Regions from separate parts of the Zea mays genome. Here region 1 is linked to region 2. The links are chromatin contacts, called in public Hi-C maps. All regions are on one chromosome and are shown on one strand. The core of a region is the stretch at or near the end of the contact, and the rest is flanking DNA. Distances in the headings are between cores, read along the strand shown.

Region 1 (4,162 bases), core at 533-3,032, 320 kb after region 2:
GAATGTGATTCTACAGTAGCGTTTATTAAGACAATGTAAAAGCTTTCTGACAGAATGAAGAAATAGAAAATGCAGCCAAGGAAAATAAAATTGTAGCGATACACATACCTTTCGATGAATGCCAATTATGTTGCCGTTGTTTCCAATAACAACAGCAGTATTCCAAATAGTCTCCCCATGGTTTATATCCCTTTCAAGGATTGGGCTCACTATTACCATGTTATACTTCTGTGCAAGTTCCTGAAGGAATTGAGTAGATTCTCCATCAACTGGTTCAGCAAATTCACACCATCTTTTCTCGCGTGTGCAGAAGGCAAAAGGCATTGTCCAGGCTTCCTGAATTTGATATATGAATCATTAGGAACGATCTTCCTATTTAGAATATAACTCAATGTCCTGAACTGTATACGACGAGTTACTCACTTGTAAGCACATAATATTGACACCAGAAGCGCCGGCTGCATCAATTAGAGGTTTTATTTTGTCCATGATTGCCTTCTTTTGGTCAGCAAAGTGACAAGTAGTGGGAACAGCAATTGAGTTCTGAATTAGACCTACTCGAACAACTCTTGATTGCCTCAGAAACTCTTTGTCTGCACTAAAACGGAATGCCTGTAGCACAAGTAGATTTAAATCCATCAACCAATATAATTAGTTTCTGTATGATAGCTGCTGATGTCTAGAAAAAACATGCTACGTCTCTGCAATCACATAAATCACTTGACAAGCACAGTAATGAAAAATGGCAATTTATTATGAGTTAACCTGCAAATCAAAACTGTGTGTTTCCGCAAGAGTGGTTGTGGCGTCAGGCAGTGAGATAGCCTCAAGAGGTCGTGCACAATTCAGTCCCAGCAGCAATCGACTTGCTTCCTGTCAAAAGGAAAAAGTTGCCAGTATCAACAAAGTGAACCTAAATGTCATCTAGATATCCATATGATTACGACCCAATGAAACAGATCGAGAGTTGAGTACAGCAGGGTACAGTATTTACGATTCTGAAATCAGGCCATAGGTAAATTTCAGCTCCACCGATATTGCTAAGTAAACACCATTACATCTGAGGCTCTGTCTAGGAACAAAAGAGGACATGTACTAAATTCTATCGATTTTTTGTTGTTGGAAGAGGTACACAACCATCAGGCATCAGTATGAATATTATTACAATAAGCACGTTTATAGTCCACGTGATTACTAAGCTCAGTGGTGCAAAATAACCACCTATATGAAGAGAAAGTGACTAGTTGACCGCTTGATCGTTAATTGGGCCAATTCAGAGAACTAAAACTGTTCACAAACTTCCACCGTTCAACTGCCGGGGCAGCTGGACCACTCTTCCCGGTCGCAATTTGTTATCCAGTCAGTTCGCCCAAGCACGCCTTCTGGACTGGATTTGGATACGGCATCCATCCAAGAAGCAAGGAACGGGCACGGGCGACGGCACGGCGGCACGAATCTGAGCCTCCGCCTAGCGATCGATGGAATGATGGGAGAGCAATACCTGGAATAGATCGGGGGAAAGGTTGGCCTCCAGGAGCCTGTGCAGGGACTCGTACCCGCCGATCGACCCCGCAGGCGGTGGCGTCTTCCCCTCCTCCCCCTGCGCGACCCCTGAGCCGTTGCTGGTCGCCATTTCCTCTCGCTTGCGCGCGCGCGCCGGGAGCTTCTTGCCTTCTTCCCTCGGACTGGACCGATCGACTCGGGGAGAGGGAGAAGCGAGCAGGTCTCTTCCTCAATCAACTAGTGGGAGTGTGAGACGTCACGACGAAAAACATGTGATGTTATGTGATGATCTTGATTGGCTTCTTGCATGCTTTTCGGATGGATGATAAACACCAAACACCCAATTCCCATGTGATTTGGATTGACTTCAGCCTGATAACGTGTGATGCTGGGATGATAATACGATAATAATAAATAATATTGTACTTATAACTCAACAAAACAAAAGGATTCGTGCAAATAAAAAAAGTGGCACCTGTTAATACGTAACCTACAAAGACGGGTTACTAGAAATACGTCAATAGGCACAGGAGACACGTTAGCCCCTCGATCATAAACGGACGGCTCCTAGGCGGGGGAAGCAGATAGGCCCCGCCAAGAGCCTACCACACCTGCCACCGCCTCGCTGCCGATGTCGGCGGCCGCCGCCGCCCGGCTCCTCCGTTTGGCCCCGCGCCGGCTCCAGGTTCCAAAGGCCTCCCCGCTCGCCGCGATTTCGTTCCCGCTCCCGCGTACGACACCTCTCTCCGCTGCCTCGGGGCGGCGGCAGCGCTTCTGCGCCGCGGCGCAGGCCCCCGCCCCCGCATACGCGGCGACAGGGACGGCGGGCGAGGCCGTGGGGGAGTTCAGGAAGCGGCTGCGGGTGGCGGACGTGAAGGGCGGGGAGGACGAGGGCGCTGCCTGGGTGGGCAAGGAGCTCGCCGTGCGCGGGTGGGTGCGCACCTGCCGCGCCCAGAGGACCGTCACCTTCGTCGAGGTGGACGCTTGCGACTTCATTTTGCTATGGTTTTGATCAATTGAAATTTGGTGCTACAGTGATGCGCGTCGTTGGCAGATTTTACTTTTGCTGAAATGGGTGCATATGGTTAGCTGGGTGACTCTAGTGAATGTATCTATGTGCCTTGCTTTTGTACCAGGAATCATGCTATCGAATAGGATGCTCAATGAGCGTTTCACAATGTTAACAATGCCTTGATATTTGGTTAAATATTCTGAGTGATATAGTGCTGCATGTTTCAACTGATAGTGTATCTCTTTTGCTCTAGTAATGAACAACAAGACCCTAGCTAACATGTCATAACACTCTGGCTAAGGAGCCAGTCAAATCATAATGCTTATGCACGTCACAAAGGAATTTATGTTTATGGACTCAAGTAGCTCTTGTCTTCTGCACATGCATAGATTACCATCCAGAGGAACAGGCATTATTATTAATATTGTTTTCTTTAAGAGTCTAATGCATTCTAAAACTTCAACTTTTAGGTCAATGATGGCTCTTGCTTGTCCAATATGCAATGTGTGTTGACTCCTGAAACAGAAGGCTATGACCAGGTATTACGTTTTGCCCATTTTGTGAAGGTTGCAAGTTTATACTTTTGCAAGCTTCTCTTACACTGCATTGGTTGCAGTTTATAAGGCTATAATACATTTTATTTGTCATTATTTTCAATGATGGCTGTCAGATAGACTCTGTCACTACTGGAGCATCTGTACTAGTTGAGGGAGTTGTTGCAAGCAGCCAAGGCGGTAAGCAAAAAGTGGAGTTGAAGGTTTCAAAGATCACTGTGGTAATTATTCCAGTACTTCAGAATTACTTTTAGTTCAGGAGTTCCTGTGAAAGAGTATAGTCTGTAACTGACTAGCTTGTTAAGATGTCAAGAAATTTCTTTATGTTTCTGCATTTCTAAAAAAGTACAGGAATACTTATTTTGTAGTCAGTAGTTAGTTAATGTCTCATTTAATCATTTTGCATGCCAACTGTAGTCAACTGAAGCATCCTATGAGGCCATATTTTCTGTTGTTCTATTGTTTCAAGTTGTACACACGCTATGTAACTTCCTTTGCTGTATGCTATACTTAACTAATCAGGCCTCTACAATTACCTTTCGTTTGTCAGATTGTGGACCAAGAACATTCAGAGTCTGATGACCTTATTTTTTTGCGCCTTTATTTCTTGTCTTGTGCTAATGTTTATTTTTATTTTCTTTTTGCAGATTGGTAAGAGTGACCCCACATCTTTTCCTATACAGAAGAAACGGGCATCAAGAGAGTTCCTTAGAACTGTAGCCCATCTCCGTCCTCGGACAAACACTTTTGGTGCAGTATGTTCTACATTGCTGGGCCTCCTTTACTGGCATTCTGAGGACTTTAAAAGCTGCTACTTTGATATTATTTTGGTTCATTCTAGTATAAAGGCGCATAGATTCGTTAACCAAGAGATTGCAGACGATACATTTTCTTTCCTTCCATTACTCACTCACCCAGAAATTGGATGGAATGCCCTTTCTGTTTGTGTTATTAGTTCCATGTGTTAGCTTACAATTTTGTACACATATGTTAAATGGTTGCCCATTCAATTTTCTAGATTTTGGAGTCGTATGGTTATATTTTCCCCTTTCGAATATGGACCACTTGGACACTGACTAAAGATAATGAATTA
Region 2 (4,369 bases), core at 183-2,682:
TGCATACACTGATACATGGTGATAATTTTATAGGTAGTTTCAGTGACATACAAAAACATAGTTGCATACACAGTGACAAATTTGATCGATGAACATTTAGGTCTCGAGAGAATAACAAAAAAAACATATGTTAAAGATCCTTAATCCATCTATGTTTAAAAGAAAAATAAAGTTAACAATTCAATTAACAAGAAGATACATAAAAAAAAGCCTTTGCTAAACGTGAAGTAGAAGACTTAGAGTAAAGTAACTGAATGACATGTGGTGGTGTTGTGGCTGAATTATCCAGTGTTCAGCCTGTAGTAGCATTAGTAGTTGTACAGCCTGTAGAGAGCCGACAAGGCAGAGACGCCCAATGAAATGAAATTTTCATCCAAAGTTCCAAACAAGCAATAAGTATAGTGTGCTGGATGCAATTCTGTTATGTCACTGGATTATGCAGATGGCGTGAAAGCGATAAGTATAGTGTGTTGCGTGCGACTAAAGAAATCAAAGACTTTTCTGAACCTAAAATAAAATGATACTGATTAGGGTGGTAGTCTGATTGGTGAAGACCCATAAAAGCTCATACCTATACAAATCCATCTATACCCATGGGTATAAACCATTTTGACCCGCAATATAAAATAAACTCACCCAACCCAACATGTTCATAATTAAAACTCATCACAACCCACCAAAAACAAACTCATTTCTTAAACCACCTAAAATACCTATTTACATCCGCCCTATTCGCAGGCCAAGGCAGGTGGTGGGAGGATGGGATGTCCATGAGGGGAGGTAGGCATCACGCCGGAGGTTTCAGCACTGATGTCCATGATGTTATTTGAGCCACTCCATCCATCCATCGCCGTGTACCGATCGTAAAAGAGAGAGAGAAGAGAGAGGAGAATTTTGAGTGGTGACTAGTTCGAAAGCAGGAGCGCGAAACGACGCAGCCTTGACTACGAGACCAGCCGATTCACCCCTCCGCCGCCGTGACCAAACAAAACCCACCGAGGAACGCACACAAGTAGTAGTAAATACAGGCGAGAGGATAGGATAGATCGCTAACCTTGAGGAACGCAGAGGGCAGCCGTCGTCGTCGTCGATCTTCTTCTCTTGCTCCTTGGTGGGTTGTCGAGCGAGGAGGACGAAGACGGAGATGGATCGGATCGGAGACGATGACTGTCTGTCTGGCTCTGGTGATAAGATAGGAGCTGATGAGAGCTCCAATCCAATCCCAAGGCCGCTTGCTGGCCAGCAAACTGACGGAGAGCAAAACAAGGGGTCGCTGCAAAACGTTTATCTGTTTGGTGCGGTCGTCGCTGCTGGGTGGTGCCGTGTGTTGGACGTTTACAATTTAGCCGGAAAGAGAGGAGAACGAGCCGAGCGCGAGCGCGTGACGGCGTGAGTGTGAACTCAGACAGAGAGAGAGAGAGAGAGGGAGAGATTAAAGCACTGCAAGTATTAATATAGCGCGGGGTGGTGACATTGATATGCTAATGAGGAGCAGTTAGGTTTAATTAATCACTCCTAACACGCAGCTACAGGCCTAGAACTAGAAGCAAGGTTTGCGACAGGTGACCGTACGTGTGACGGCTTGGTAATGGCGGGCGTTTTGCTGCGTTGGCGCCTTGGTGGCGTCATTTTCTATCGCCTCCCGCCCTTAATTGGCCACTGCTCATCGCGGCGGTGCGCCCACCATTGCTTTGTTCGCTTCTCATCCTATCTTTTTTCTTTCCTCCTCTGGTTCCTCTCATCTCTCGTCTTTTTTTTACGTTCCGGGTCCTCCTGCGATGGTCATCGTCAAGATTTTTCCCCGGGTATCGTTGCTTACCAAGTCATAGCTAGTATCGCTTTCTCGCGCCGTATCTAGTTTTAACGCTAGAAGAAGAAAAATAAACTTAAGGACTAGTTTAGGAACTCCATTTTTTAAAGTGATTTTTATTTTCTCAATAAAAAATAAATTAATTTACTTGAAAAAATAAAAATCTCTTGAGAAAATGAGATTCCCAAATTAGCCCTAATAATCTCAAATAATCCATCTCAGCCTTCACAATGATCTCTCGTGTCACTAGTTTTGCTCGTGTCCTTAGTTTTGTTGTGCTTTCTTAAACTTATCCACCTCAGCCTTCACAATGATCTCCCATGACATGTGTCACTGTCTCGCCATGTGGCATGTGCGCTTGTAGTTTGCAACAAAAAAAAAACAAGTTTGCAGTGTCTATTAAGTCTTACCAAAAGAAGGAAACACACTAACAACTAGTACCCATTTCTATCGATTATTTCTGTTCACCGTTTTCGTAATTTCCAGTGCGTTTGGCATGATAATGGAATCGAAGTAGCTGTCTGTTAACAGTGCAACCGCAGAAGATGGCTTGGCTTGTAAAATTGCAAGGAAAAAGGAGGTCGCGCACTTGTGATTTGCAATGCAAGGACAGAGAAGGAGCAGGAGCGCGTGGATTCCAGACCTGAAAGCACGGCTGCTGCAAGTCTGCAACTACTACTGCAGCGGACGTTGACCTGGATGGACCCCACCCTCCACAGCAATTAGCCAATTAGCATACTGTTATATAGTTTTTTTTTTTTGTGTGTGTGGGGGGAAGAAGAAGCAGAACAATGCACAACAATCACGCGCTAGCTTCACGCGTTTTAGAAAATATATAAAATTCGGAGTTTTTCGCACTAATGTCTAAGGAAAGAGACAAACGAGGAATATTTTGCGTCCAACGTCAGACTGAAGACTGAAGACCGGAGAAAGCCGTTGCCAATGTCTCAATAAGTAGACCTGTTTAGTTGAATTTTTTTTTTCTAAATAAGAATTTGACTGAGGAGATAATCTAAATGTCATGAAGATTATGAAGATTACGTGTAGAATAAAATAAATTGGTCTATATGGTTTAAGATCTAGAAAGTGACGGATTTTTACTATTACCGCAACTCTGTCAATTATATGTTCAAGTTAGTTTTATATTATTTTTATCAAATCGATTCTCACAAAAGCGGATTAAAAAGCTGACCGTTTGACAGTGCTAAACAAACACGCACAATGTCATCCCGCGCAAATCGCTTCACTTTGATGATAAAAAAAAGATGTGTTGTAGACAGCATCAGACCTCTTGTTACTGTTGCAAAGAAAGACGAGATACAGAAAAGGTGAGTAAGCAAAAGCAGAGAGTCTTCCACACCAGCTTTGGACTTGTGGTAAATCTTAGCAAAGGTAATAATTCATAAGTAAACCAGTATTCCTTAGCCGACCAGTCAACTACGTGGATAACCTTCCAAGCTGAAGTTAGATCCTAAGCACGGAATCAAATACAGGCATACAAGACCTTTCAGAGCAGAACTGCATATACAGAATCTAGCAATTTTTAGCCTGACCAGAACAAACCAATTTTTTTTCTCAAACTTATGCATTGCCTTGTCTCGGTTAGTCTTGTCAATTTCAGACATGTGACTTGTATCTTGTCTAAGCAAGGAATTATAAACCTCAAACATCCTACTTCCTTTTGCTCCTGTGCAGCCTTGAGATTATCTTTGATACTTCAATCTATGCTTCTGTCACCTTTTCACACTCCACCTTACTATCTTACTACACTTTTGACAATATCGTCTCCAAAGATGATTTTGGAGTCCGATCCATTTGCTTAACAATTAATTTCAGAATAAATCTTATAGGTTCACTCATAAATCTGACTTTGTCTTGCGTGACAAGTTTAGAACTAAATCCATCATATTAACCAAGTCAGTTTCCGACTTTGTTTTGTGTGATAAGTTCGAAACTAAATCCATTGGACCATGAAGATCGAAAACGAGTTAGTTTCAGCTTTTATCTTTTGTATGGTTATTCTGAGCCTATTCCCGTAATAACAGAGAGGATGTTCTCTTCAAAAGGCATGAGAAACGACTAATCTATTGAGTTAGGGTTTTATAAAGGGAATCCTCGGTGATGCGTGAGCTCAAGCTCCTTCACTGACGTCGGCGTGACGACGACAATAGGGAGAGATTGAGAGAAGCATCTCTGAAACCTCGCTTCGCTGAAGAATCTGCACATGTCAAGCAAATCATGTTTTTAGTCAACAATCATGCGATTGTACTAACATCATAAATAGAAGCATGCGAGTAGTCCCAATCAAAACAAAGGCATTGTTCGTGGTCTGGTATAAAAACGGAGATATATTAGCACAAATATTAATGCTCGTTTTGTATTAACCCACTATTTATAAGATTGACACGCTAAAAATAGTGTAGGTATTACCATACTCTATTGTTCCAGTATCGCTTACAACCATGTTGATAGAATTATTCTGCCCTTATTGACTCTTCTTGATGACCTTCCTGTCGTGGCATTTATTTGGCGAAGTGCCCAGTCTTGCCACTGCTATAG

The links. Hi-C and Micro-C count contacts between places; a contact is called where the count stands out from the background.
Region 1: a Hi-C map of tassel shows a contact between it and region 2, with 4 times the contacts expected there. The contact joins the promoter of LOC100283449 here to the promoter of LOC103633176 in region 2. A contact is called at or near these places in 2 of 25 Hi-C or Micro-C datasets (ear and tassel).

The regions. Positions count from the first base shown.
Region 1 is chr7:155,587,327-155,591,488 of Zm-B73-REFERENCE-NAM-5.0, forward strand. It overlaps LOC100283449 (beta alanine synthase 1), which reads right to left and starts at 1,783. Exons shown (of 6, transcript NM_001156350.2): 1 at 1,502-1,783; 2 at 766-873; 3 at 424-612; 4 at 109-336; 5 at 1-10. The coding sequence starts at 1,633. LOC103633183 (asparagine--tRNA ligase, chloroplastic/mitochondrial) reads left to right here and starts at 2,039. Exons shown (of 15, transcript XM_020540738.3): 1 at 2,039-2,479; 2 at 2,986-3,054; 3 at 3,186-3,290; 4 at 3,717-3,824. The coding sequence starts at 2,135.
Region 2 is chr7:155,263,912-155,268,280 of Zm-B73-REFERENCE-NAM-5.0, forward strand. LOC103633176 (FT-interacting protein 3) reads right to left here and starts at 1,433. Exons shown (of 2, transcript XM_008654862.4): 1 at 1,055-1,433.